Regions from separate parts of the Mus musculus genome. Here region 1 is linked to region 2. The links are chromatin contacts, called in public promoter capture Hi-C maps. All regions are on one chromosome and are shown on one strand. The core of a region is the stretch at or near the end of the contact, and the rest is flanking DNA. Distances in the headings are between cores, read along the strand shown. Region 1 holds the start of Sap30 (sin3 associated polypeptide). Region 2 holds the start of Wdr17 (WD repeat domain 17).

What was found. Promoter capture Hi-C pulls out the DNA fragments that hold promoters and counts their contacts.
Region 1: a promoter capture Hi-C map of hippocampal neurons shows a contact between it and region 2, with 2.4 times the contacts expected there. The contact joins the promoter of Sap30 here to the promoter of Wdr17 in region 2. A contact is called at or near these places in 2 of 39 promoter capture datasets (cranial neural crest and hippocampal neurons).

What each region holds. Positions count from the first base shown.
Region 1 is chr8:57,486,467-57,489,645 of GRCm38.p6, forward strand. Sap30 (sin3 associated polypeptide) reads right to left here and starts at 1,394. Exons shown (of 4, transcript NM_021788.2): 1 at 786-1,394. The coding sequence starts at 1,100. It overlaps 2500002B13Rik (RIKEN cDNA 2500002B13 gene), which reads left to right and starts at 1,497. Exons shown (of 4, transcript NR_126553.1): 1 at 1,497-1,727.
Region 2 is chr8:54,722,262-54,725,735 of GRCm38.p6, forward strand. Wdr17 (WD repeat domain 17) reads right to left here and starts at 2,107. Exons shown (of 30, transcript NM_001372370.1): 1 at 2,027-2,107.

The DNA of each region.
Region 1 (3,179 bases), core at 144-2,643, 2.8 Mb after region 2:
TATACAGGATGTCTGGAGGTTCTGTATCTTGTTCTTCCTTTGCCATCAGTCAGAGCTCTGAAAAGTAGCAATGGAATTCTCTGAAACCTCATAGCTGGCCAAAACAGCAGACGTGCATAAAGACAGAAAAAGAAATCCCGATGGCTGCCGAGAGGGCTGTAAAACCGCAGAGGCTTATTTGCAGCCTTGGTTCGGAGCAGCTGCCCGAAGAGCTGACACCGCAAACAACGTTTACAATCATCTATCTCCCTGTAAGGCAACTGGTGAGCTCAGCTTGCTTGTCTGTGTTCAAGAGAAAGAGAACAACGAGGAGGAAAGAAAAAAAGAAAAGACAAAAAGGAAAAAAAGAGAGAGAGAGAGAATTGTGGGGTCCAGCCAGACTCTACTTTCCCTAGAGGAGCGAAGCTGCTCCCTAGGGCAGACACCGGCTCTGGCAGCAAAACAAAGGCGCCTCCATTCCAGAAGGGACTGCCCGGCTGCGAGAAAACTACTCCGGGCCCTCGGTGCTGCGGTCCCCTTTGTTTCGTTTCCAGATCGCAGCAAAGGAGGAAGAGGGAAGCCTGGCGTGGGAGACACGCGAGGCAGCGGGAGTCCGGGCGAGGGGCGGAGGAGCCCCGCACCACTGCGCGAGCGCGCGCTGGGGAAGGTGGCCGGAGTTGCAGGGACTTTGTTTCAATCAGAGAACCACTAATCCCACCTGCAACCCAATCCCCGAGACTCGTGAACCCCGCCAACCATCCGGCGAGGCACGCAGGATAGGGCAGGGCGGTCCCTGGGCCACTTACACTCTTATCCAGCTCGATCTTCACCTTCTTCTGAGAGATGCTCTTCTGGATCCTTTTGCTGAAGCTGGCGTTGCCTGCCGCGCGCCCGCACCGCTCACCGTCCTCCCGCAAACAACAGAGTTGCCCAGGGCCGGGACCGGCCGCTCCAGGTGGCCCAGAAGCTGACACTGCACCGGCACCGGGTACCTCTGCCCCACCGCCGGCTGCGTTCCCATTCCCCGCCGAGGCGGCGGCAGCCGCAGCAGCGACCACCGCGGCCACGGCGGCGGCCGCGTCCCCGCCTCGGCTCATCTCCTCCGGAGTGAAGCCGTTCATGTCTGCCAGTTCGGGGGCGCCGGCGCCGCTACAGAGCCCCGCTCGCCGCGCCGCTCCGCCTCCTTCCCCTGGGCGGCCGTTCACTCCGCACCCCAAGTCTGGTGGCGGCACGGTCCGACGCCCAGAGTCCAGGGCCGGCCGGTCTGTCGGTGCTGGAATAGCTACCAGGTCCTGTGACTGTGATCAGGAGTGAAGTGGCGCCTAGAAAGGAGACCCCACTCACTGTCACATGGAGACTTCAGCAGTTGGACCGCAGCTCCTCCGCCTCCTTCTCAACCCCAGAACCTGCGCGAGGGAGACGCCCCTCCTCTGGCCCCGCCCCACACCTGCCGCGCGGCCCCACGGGAATGGTAGTTCTTGATCGAGGAGCTAACTTGCGCTCTGTTCTGATTACGTGCGGGACCAGCGGGACAAACTACTCATCCCAGCATGCGTCGCGTGGCGAGCCACCCCTAGTTTTTTTTTTTTTCCATTCCAAGCACCGGGCAAGTCTGACTGTGAGGTCAGGCTTTTACCGTGTTTTCTCGCCTCTATTCTCTCCTGCGAGCAAGGGCTGGTTTTAGCTCCTCTTGTTTCGCAAAGTTAGTGTTCAGACCGCCAGCTGACTCCTGGGAAGAAGCATTAATGGTGTGTGTGTGTGGGGGGGTGGGGGGTGGGGGGGGGTAGTAAGAATTAAGTGAGAAAAAGTTTACGGGCTGTTTGGTATTTATTGAAAGAAAACTCGGGATACCTAGCGCTCTTTAGGCGGAGAGTCCTTCATCTCCATCTCCATACCGCAGCTGACTTCTAGAGCGTGGCAGGTCCTTGGCATACTCGTGTGCCGACGGGTTGGCAGGCATCGGGCTGCTTGTCGCCTCTACTGCCACTTGGATTCCTTTCAAACGGATCTAAGAGGGTTTAAGACCATTTAAAGGAAGCACACTAGTATCACGTCTGCAGACTACTCATCAAAACTTAGCCCTGGCTGTAGGGGACGAGGATCGAGAAACCTCTTTTCTTGAGTCATATGCATGCGTACATGTGTGCTTGTGTGTGCCGCGGGTGTGTGTGTGGGGGGGGGGGGGGTTGCGCGCGTGCGCGCCTGGGTACGTGTTTGTGCTCGCGTAATGTGTATTTTTGCCTGTGCCTGTGGTGGGCGGGGTGGAAGAATGGGCGTGGCCATGCCAACCCTGAACCTCTGATAATTATTAGACTTAAGCTTAAGCAAAAATAATTTATTTCAAGTGGAAGAGTTTTGAGAAAGCCTGTTTTAGATTCAACCAATTCAGTGACGATTATATATATATATATATATAATCGTCACAGAGGTCATGAAAAACTTAGGCCCAAGCTTTCACACCTTTAATCCAAAGAGACAAAGCCAAGCAGATTTCATTGTTCAAGACCAGCTTGGAACAGAGCAAGTTCCAAATAGAGAAAAGTTTAAATCCAGTCATGGTAGAACATGCCTTTAATGCCAGCATTAATGATACAGAGCCACACATATCTCTGAGTTCAAGGTCAATATTCAGAGCAAGTTCCAGGACAGCTAAGCTTAGGCTGGGAAGGAGTTGGAAAACATAAAGTTGGTAATAGAATAAGAAGGGGCCACATTCCAGCCTCAGCAAGTAGCAGAACTCAGGTGCTCCGGCTATGTGGCTGGCTTTAGAGTCAAGAATAGAAGGCACCACTAGGACAATTGATGCTGGCTAGCTGGAGCTAAGAAATTAGCAGTGATTACGAAGAGATCAATACCACAGAGGTGAAATCGTCTGGGAGTTGTTTTCTGAAGGCAAAAGAAGCTGTGTTTCCGAGATACCCAAGTTTGTACCCTGTACTGCAGCTGTACTTGGTAATGTATAAGTGTCACCCAAGTGGTAGTGGTTTTGAAGGTATGAAGGGGTCATGAAGAGCAGCTGTGAGAGGCCAGGGAAGACCATTGGTGAAAGTGCAGCCTCAGTTGTTGATGGGTTAGGACTGAAGAGGTTATGCAAAGGATTTGAGGCGTGGCACCATGAAGAGAGCCTATGAGAGGTGAAACTTAGTTGCAGCTGAAGGCCCCTAACATATTGGAGATGCCAGTACCATAGAATGATCACC
Region 2 (3,474 bases), core at 857-3,356:
CTTGTATGTACCAAATCTCAAGTAAATCTAGATTATGGGAGGAAAATGTTAATCCTTCAGATTAATGGAGCATTCAGTGTGGTCTTCATTACAATGTTTCAGACAATAAAATTAGATTAAGTTAGAAATTTTATAATTTTATTAATACTGACATAGTAACCACTGTTGGCCTTCTATGGCTCACAAGATAAAATAAGCAAAACATAACAAAATAACCTAAAAAAATGTCATGTTCTTCTCTGAATTAGTATAAAAGCTTTCTTGGCCCATCTCTACTCAGGCTAAGGACTTTAAAGTCATTTACAGAAAACAATAAGAAAAACTGCCTAAATATAGTAGCTTTTCCTTAGAGCAGATGAGTTTTTAAAATTAATTTTCAAAGCTAAATTCATCTGTAGATTTCTATATGTGATGCAAGAGGCCATTGGTCTTGCGAAGATCTTATGCCCCAGTACAGGGGAATGTCAGGGCCAGGAAAGGGGAATGGGTGTGTTGGGGAGCAGCGTGGGGGGAGGGTATAGGGAGGATTTGGGGATAGCATTTGAAATGTAAATAAAGAAAATATCTAATAAAAATAGTGTGATTTTAGAATTCTGATATAACATTTTAATTATAAAATTAAAGAGAATGAAGTTTTTAAAAGGCAACTAAAAATACTATTTCCCCAGAAGTGTTTATGCTTCTTTAGCAATCTATTAAAAATCAACACAAGGAGATACCAGATCAACATAAATTAAAAAAAAATCCAACTAGTCTTTATATACACATTTGTAGACCTCACTTTAAAAAAGAAACTTTCCTTTTATGGGTATCTTTTGAAATAGATTATTAGTTAATTTCAATTTAGAAAAGTTTCCAAGAACTCTTAATGTGCTAAAACTACCACTTGTTACATTAACCCATAAATAATCCACTAAAGCAAGTTTCCCAAATTTTCTTGAATTGACAAGTTTTCAGAGTTACTGAAGTTCGTCAGACAGCCTCAGATTTCTGTCTTCCAACATAAAACTATAACCATGGCATGGCACATTCTGGTTGCTGCAGCACCTTGCAGAATAAAGGAATACTTACAGGTTTCAGTCACTACTGTTGCAGTGTTAAGTTCTCCCCGTTCAAAATAATGATAAGAGAACACAGGAACCAGCAAATGTATAGAATATTTTCATCATTTTTTAGTTCAAGTTTTTAAATCCTCATAAATTCCCTTGCATCTAACTAGTTTTGTGATCATTGTAACCTAGAAATGATATGATAGTGATAAATTTGGCAATTATAATATCATATTATTAAATTGAATACTTCATATTTCTTAAACAATGGGTGCGTATTTCTTAGTATTCTTTGGAGGATAGTTTGTTCTGAGTAAGTTAGAAATATATCTTCAAATCTATGTTAAAGACATTTATATAAAATAAATGATGACATGTGATTGATATATGATCTAACTTTTTAGTGTATTTTGTGTATTCTAATTCATTTTTAATAACATAGACTTTGCTCCTATGAATACTTGCATACAAATGTGGATACATCGGTAAGAGAACAAGAAAGAATTTTTATGATCTCCTTAATATACAACAATCTTTTCTCAGGTTAGTATTGCCCTTATAACATTTCTTTTTAAAAGCTTTCTTGGTACAGCCATTTCAAAGGGACAAAGTAATCTATGCAAATACGTCTTGCCCATTGGTGGAATAACATTCTAGGTTATAGACACCCATATACTTAAAAGCTTAGAAATAACAGCAAAAATGTGTTTAGAAACAGCCCCAGCTTCCACGCAGGGGGAATCCTCATACATGTTGAGTTCTAACTATGCCTTATAATACTCAGGTGTGTGGCTGCAAAACTCCTGGGATTAGCTCCTCAGGCATCATGGCTTGCACAGCACTGTAGGAGGCTCAGAGTCCTAGTCTGCGACCTTAGAGTGCTGGTCACCAACGTGAAGCCAACTCATTCAAATATCATCCTCTTTGATTGGGCGCTGAGCAAAGTCTCCTACACTGCAACCCCACTTGAGCCTTACCTGAAGGAGACAGCAGTTGCAGCTCTGGACAACCGCAGGTGCTGAAGCAGGACCGGCCAAAGGGACCGCCCTGGCCCGCGCACCCGCCACGCCCTCCTCGCCGCCCACTCAGCTCTCAGGGGCGGGGCGGCCCTGAACATCCCTGAGCCAGAGTCGGGTTCCGCCCACCCTTCACAGTGCAGGTTGGGGAGGACAGCACTCTGGATCCCGCCCCAGAATTGCACGTGACAAGCACCCTAGTATCTGATTGGAGCACATGGGACAGGGAGGCGGAAGTCCCTGGTGACCCCTGGAAACAGGGCCCGGAGAGTTGGTTACCTAGCAACGCGGCTGCTGTGCAGAAGATGTGATTCCTAAGCTTTGAGTCAAAGCTTCAAGCTAAGCATGTACATTATTTTAAAAGGTGGAGCAGAAGGAATACGTCCCACTAGCGTTGTCACTGCCTAATTTGCTACATCGAAGCTGTACCTTATATAAAAATGAATCGAATGTACAAGAAATAAATCACCTGGTTTCTACATTAGTCTTGAAGCATTGCTTGGAATGTGAGTCTAGAGTGCTCGCTGTCCTGCACGTCTTAATATTTCATTGGTTCAAGTAGCCGCATGAACCACATCTGTGAATGAAATTGTTTTGATTAGTCCAGCTGCAAGCAATTAATAAAACTGTCCATAACATGAGCAAAACATATTTGCCCCGTGGACACTGGTGGAAAGCATATGCTAGTGTCATGTAATTAGGGTTTATATTTCTGAAGTAGCTTCTTTAATTTGGTCCTTTAGTCAATACATTAGAGGAAATTGGCCTTCGTATACTTGAAACTGACCATTAAAAGCACAGTATGCACTCCAAAGGGAGTAAGCAGATGTTCAGAATCAATGTTCTGAGAGACCATGATACAATACAAGGAACATGGATACAAGTTGCCCCAAATAGTGTGTTCCACCGTGGAAGTAGTTAACAAACTATTGTCATAATACATCAGGTAAGCAAGATACATAAACCTGGGAAATCTGCTAGATGCTGTCTAAGGACAATCCTTAGCCTGTGGTTAGTAGAACAGTCTGCCAAGTTAATATATTTGAAAAGCTTTGCCATAATAGTGAAAGGCATGTTATATCAGATACAGAACAATAAACAACTATTACAGGGAGTAAGGTAGTCCCAAATAATTTTGGCGATGGACTTTTGGCCAACTCTCTACAAACAAAATTAGTCTGTAGACTCTTCTACATAACCGTGAATTTTTTTTTCAGAGAAATTCATCCCACAAAGTGTAGTTCATTTATGATATTTGGAGCTTCAATCATAGGCCAAGTTCTGAACAATCATCTACCCTTACAAGAGAAAATCTCTGGAAATATTTCCTATTCACCTTCACAATGCATACTGCTACTGTTTTCTTCCAACATATTCTCTAGAGGCTCTGTTTCCTTAGAATCACTTAT